Regions from separate parts of the Lactuca sativa genome. Here region 1 is linked to region 2. The links are chromatin contacts, called in public Hi-C maps. All regions are on one chromosome and are shown on one strand. Each heading gives the region's core, a stretch centred on a gene start, on an enhancer-like site or on the middle of the called end of the contact. The rest is flanking DNA. Distances are from core to core; before and after follow the strand shown. Region 1 holds the start of LOC111876444 (benzaldehyde dehydrogenase, mitochondrial). Region 2 holds the start of LOC111876445 (RING-H2 finger protein ATL46).

Evidence for each region. A called contact is a pair of places that touch in the nucleus more often than the background predicts.
Region 1: a contact with region 2 is called in a Hi-C map of bud, with 7 times the contacts expected there. The contact joins the promoter of LOC111876444 here to the promoter of LOC111876445 in region 2. A contact is called at or near these places in 2 of 4 Hi-C or Micro-C datasets (bud and leaf).

The regions. Positions count from the first base shown.
Region 1 is chr2:185,405,037-185,407,863 of Lsat_Salinas_v11, reverse strand. It overlaps LOC111876444 (benzaldehyde dehydrogenase, mitochondrial), which reads right to left and starts at 1,262. Exons shown (of 11, transcript XM_023872968.2): 1 at 1,125-1,262; 2 at 902-970; 3 at 392-526; 4 at 162-304; 5 at 1-76. The coding sequence starts at 968.
Region 2 is chr2:185,272,458-185,275,265 of Lsat_Salinas_v11, reverse strand. It overlaps LOC111876445 (RING-H2 finger protein ATL46), which reads left to right and starts at 1,525. Exons shown (of 1, transcript XM_023872972.3): 1 at 1,525-2,808. The coding sequence starts at 1,968.

The sequences.
Region 1 (2,827 bases), core at 13-2,512, 130 kb before region 2:
AAACTTCAAGAGCTGTTATTTCATCAGCATGTTGCTCAACCAAATCAGCAAAACGCAACAGTATTCTAGATCTTTCCTGGTAACATATATACAATATTCATTAGTTATTTATTATAAAAATGATGAAAAAGAATGAAGAAATAGTTAAATAGAAAGCTTACATAAGCTGTCATTCGAGGCCAGGGACCTTCATCAAAAGCTTTCCTTGCTGCAGACACTGCACGATTAACATCTTCTATATCGCCTTCAGCAACATTGGCAATCAATTGCCCTGTTCTGGGGTCTAAGGTTGGAAAAGTCTTCCCTGAGCCACAGATGGGTTGATATTAGTTCTTCAACATACTTGAGTTGTTAACAGTTACAAAAAGACGAACTGTATTGTAGAGCTTACCTGATGCTGCATCCACAAATTGACCATTGATGAGGAGCTTGGTGTATTCAACCTTGACAGGTGGAATTATTGGTTCTTCTAAAGCAACAGCCGTACTAAACCTACCGATGCCTCTGCCTCTCCCAGAGATGCGGTCTGATTCATCAGATTGATCATCAAAATGAGTTAGCCTCAATAACAATATGAAAATGGTAAGAATAGTCAACCCACTGAGGTACTTGTTTTGACTAGAAATCAAAAAGGCAATGATACCGACTTTTTGTTCAAGTTAACAGTTCAAAAGCACATTCACACAAACCTTTAGATTTACTGTTATTATCAAGTGCAAAGAAAATCTATTTATTAAGAAATTGTTGAGGTGAATCCATATATCAGTCCAAAAAATATGGAATCGAACAAAATCTTCGATTATAACAGTTTTGAGAAACTTAAAATGATCGCACGGTCTCAAGGAAAAAAGCATAATTGAGTAAGAATTTATGAGAAAAATCTAGAAACATTTCGTTTTACCTAACGATCGTAAGAGAGCAGGAGCGTAAGAAGAAGAAAGCAGCGACGACATTCTCCGAGCAGCCATTTCTGCAAAAAGTAAAGATCAGCGCTAGCAATGATATGTATATATAAACGTTAAGAGATCAAACTAAGTACGCTCCAAAAAGGTTTGTTTAGTTGAGAAATTGTGAAAGCTGATGCAGCATCAGGATAATCACGAAGAGACGATTCAACGGGTTACCTTAGAAAAAGTTGGAACAGCCAGCGTATCAAGTGCGACTCCTGTTTTCAGTCTATATCCTCACCAAACTAGTCATGAATAGACAGTAGGCTAATAAACACTACATACAAAAATAGATATAAATCATAAATGAACACTACCTACGGAATAAATAAATGAGATATCGACTTTTTTCTAAAAAATATATATCATAATATGTCGATGATATTGGAAATTTTGAATTTTTTTGATATTATACAATCCTATTAATTACGAGGAAAAATATGAAATAGAGCTTTTTCTAAAAAAAAAAAAAAAAAAAAATACCTCACAAAGTAACAGAAATAGTAAATTGTAACATTTATAGAAACAGACCCTGTAAAAAAGAGCTACAGATCTGGTCCTTGTTATTTAGAAAGTTACGTAAATGGTCCCTGGAAAAAAATTAAGAGTTACAAAAATAGTCCTTGTAAGAAATAGTTACAAAATGGTCTTTGTCAGAAGTACATACATAAATATCCTATGTAATAATGATATTACAAAAATGTTCCCCGTAGAACTGCAAGATTTCAGAAATAGGTCATGTAATATCAAAATTACAAAAATAGTCACGTATAATACGATACATTATAAATGAAAAGAGGCCCCGATATTACATAATAGGTCATTGTATAATAGCAACATTACATAAATTGATCTATAATATCAAAACTATAGAAATGGTCACTATGTAACACCAAATTTACAAAACGGTCCATGTGTAAGAAAAAACTACACTCATGTACCATGCATACTAATGAAATTATAGAAATTATCAATGTGTAACAAATATTACATAAATTATGTCTAAGTTATGTCTAAAATATAGGATTAGTAAAAAAAGCATTATAGAAAATGTGTTTAAAATATATGATTAATAAACTCTCCGCAACATGTGCGGCATCCCCACTAGTAACTATAGTTTTAAAGGAGGTGATAAATATGTTCTCTATTTATTCATTAAAGAAAATGTTTTTGATTTTTCTATTTTATATCATGATACTTTATTCTTTTATTTTAAGGGATATAAAATTCAAATCATGGTTTTTAAGTAAATAAATAATAAACATAAGTGGAAATATCACTTCTAATTTTTTAATCTCCTATAATGTCCAATATTTGCGAAGTACAAATTTTTGAAGATGGGTTTTGTTCGAATTAGTTCCTTATATTTAGGATGATGTTTTTTTCTCGACTTTTTCATGGATTCATAAATTTATTTTTCAAAATCATTATGTTTTGTTTGTTAGATAAATATGGGACCACTTCATATATATGTAATGTTATCATGAAATCTATTTATTATGGTAAGAATATAAATTGTTGATGGACCGATTTATAGAATATTTACTTACCATGTGGGTTGAGTTCCCGGTTTGACTCAAGATCCTCAAGATCTCTTCCATCTCTCACATTAGGGCTTATATCCATCTATAAATACATGTGATGAGGAGCAAATCAAAACACACGAAAATACACTAAGAAATCCGTATGGTTCATTGCTAGGGGATTTTAGAGAGAGCTCTTGAGATCAACTGGAAAGCTCTTCCTAGTCTCTAGATCCGAAAATCTCAATGGAACAAGGTATCTAATCATTCTTTCATGTTTAAGTTTTCTTTTAACACGATTCGAGATTAAAGATCCAAAATTATGCTTCCGCGTTTTATGTTTTGGTTATGAAAATC
Region 2 (2,808 bases), core at 276-2,775:
AAAATTAGGTTTTTGCCGTCAGACGACTGCCATGTCGTGACAGACAAGATGTCACGTCGTGAGGCACAAAGTCATCTACGATCTTTCTTGGCCATGTCACATCGTGAGGATGCATATCCCACGTTGTGGCCAATAAAACTTCATAAATAATTTGAATTAATTATACCTGGAATTTTGGATGTTACAAAACCGTGTTCCCTCTTATATGCCAAATACGTTATACTAACAACTTCTTTCGACAAGCTGTGTTGTGAAATCACAAACGGGCTTAGGAGTTTAAAAAAGACATGATACTACACGAAATGAAAAACAAAAAACTTTCAATTATATATAATGAAATACAATAGATATAAAGCATAAAAGCTAAACCTAACCAAAACAAAATACATTGCACTTTAAAATATAAATCTTAAACCCTAAACCTCCAACTAACAAATAGACATTTTCTAAGAGTCATTATATGCACACATTTTACGCTAAATCCTAGCAGAATAGTTATTAACCGATGTGATGTAAATGTGTCATTAGTGTCTTTATTAGGGCACATTTTATCCTAGGCTATCACATCCCCCATAGGTTTCTTACTATGTTCACTAGGTCTAAAATTCAGGAAATTGTAAAAAGCACCATTGACAAATGACAATGAAACTTTTTTAGATTCTTTCCTCGTAAGCGTCAATTTTGTAGATTATTCTTCGAGTATTACTGGCATGTACAAACACAATGAAAGAATACACATGAAAACATATGACCCTAAACCCCAAAATCAGAAATACGCAGGACTTGTCCGAAAACGAAACTAGGAAATGCCACAATATGGGAACATCCGGCTCAAGAATGAATTTTTTGTGTAACCCCATGAAATATAACTAGAAGAGAAACAAAACATTGTATAAATATTAACAAGTAGATTCGGAAATCCGAAAAACATTTTCGAAACCAATTGTCGAAATGCTACAATTTGGAGGCATCATACTAACGAATGACTTTTTTTCCGTAAAGTATAACCCCCATGAAAATATCAAACATTATAAATATATGATGTCATTTTTTGAGTAGAAATGTTACATCGTAGCATTCCGGGCTCAAAATCCTAAGAACATTCGTGGAATGCAAGATTTACATCACAAAAACTCAAAAATTTACCAAAGCCGAAATACATTATGATATAAAAGGCATGAGAAAAATGTCTTTTCGTTGCAAAATGACAATACTAAACATCTACGAGGCACTAATCGACACAAAATTTTTTTAAGTGTAAGTTACAAATGAAATGAGACTTTTCCGACATCCATAATGAACATAGTTTGGACATCGTAGTCATTTCAACAAATGCAAAAAAATTGGATCAATTACCTATATTACACAAAAAACATGTGATCCTTGTTATGATAGTGTATAACAAGATTATGATCCTTAAAAAAAATTATAATTAAAACACTTGCTTAAAAAAATGTCACTTTAGTTTCAAACCCGTGTTGCTACTTGTGCCCATAAATCGCGTGGCATCATCTCTCACTCAAATCTTTAATTTTCGCTTTCTTCATCAATTGGTTCTTTCCGTTGGTGTCACTGCCACCCTTTGGATCTTCCTTTGCTTCCCCAATATATAATGCATAGCATACATTCACTTCTCTTTACGACTTTACCAAATATATCATAAACCTTTCTGTCCTTTCTTTATCTCCTGTAATTTTTGATTTTGTTATGTAAAAACCGGTTTTACTTCTCCAAGATTTCATAACCTCCCCTTAGAAGACATCTTCTTGTTAGGGGGACATTGATTTTGTTATTATGCATCATGTTCAACACAAAGTTCTTGGTAGATACATGTTCTGCTTATTTATGAGAACGAAGGTTATATCTTTCTGGATTTTAGCTTAATATGAGTGGAGTTTTGATAGATTTTACAGTAAAAAACATGGGTTCCTAAATCCTAACTCCTAAGCATACCCAAATAAAAAAAAATGTCTTGGTTTGAATACGAAATCTACAAGAAACATGGTCTCCTGGAATCCCATCAACCCATATCATCTTTTTCACCTCCATTTAGTGTTACTATTCATAAAACATCAAACCCATCATCTTCTCCAGGTGTTAAGATCAGTCCAGTAATTCTTATCATCATCATAATCTTGGCTGTCTTGTTTTTCATATCTGGTTTGCTCCATTTGTTAGTGAGATTCTTGACAAAATACCATTCTTCAACCTCAATCACTTCTCTTCGATCTAACAGATACCCATCTACCCCTGATCATACACTACAAAGACAGCTTCAACAGCTCTTTCATTTGCATGATTCAGGCCTAGAACAATCCTTCATCGACACCTTACCAGTTTTCATGTACAAGGAAGTTGTAGGTGCTAATAACTCATCATTCGATTGTGCCGTTTGTTTGTCTGAGTTTTCCGAGATGGACAAATTAAGATTGCTTCCAACTTGCAGTCATGCTTTTCATATAAACTGCATCGATACATGGCTCCTATCCAATTCCACTTGTCCTCTTTGCAGAAACACACTTTTTAACCCTGGGTTCTCCATTGACAACCCGATTTTTGAATTTGATGAAATGAGGGAAGCAGATGAAACCGGTTTAGCGTCCGCCGCCGGTTCAAAAACAGTCCAAGAACATATCATCGCTGAAAAAGGGGTTTTTCTGGTGAGGCTTGGTAAGTTCAGGAAATTGATCGACGGAGGTGAGGTGGCCGGCGGCGAGACTAGTAGCAGTAATTTGGATGCGAGAAGATGTTATTCGATGGGTTCATATGAGTACGTCGTCGGTGATTCGAGCCTCCGGCTGGCTTTAA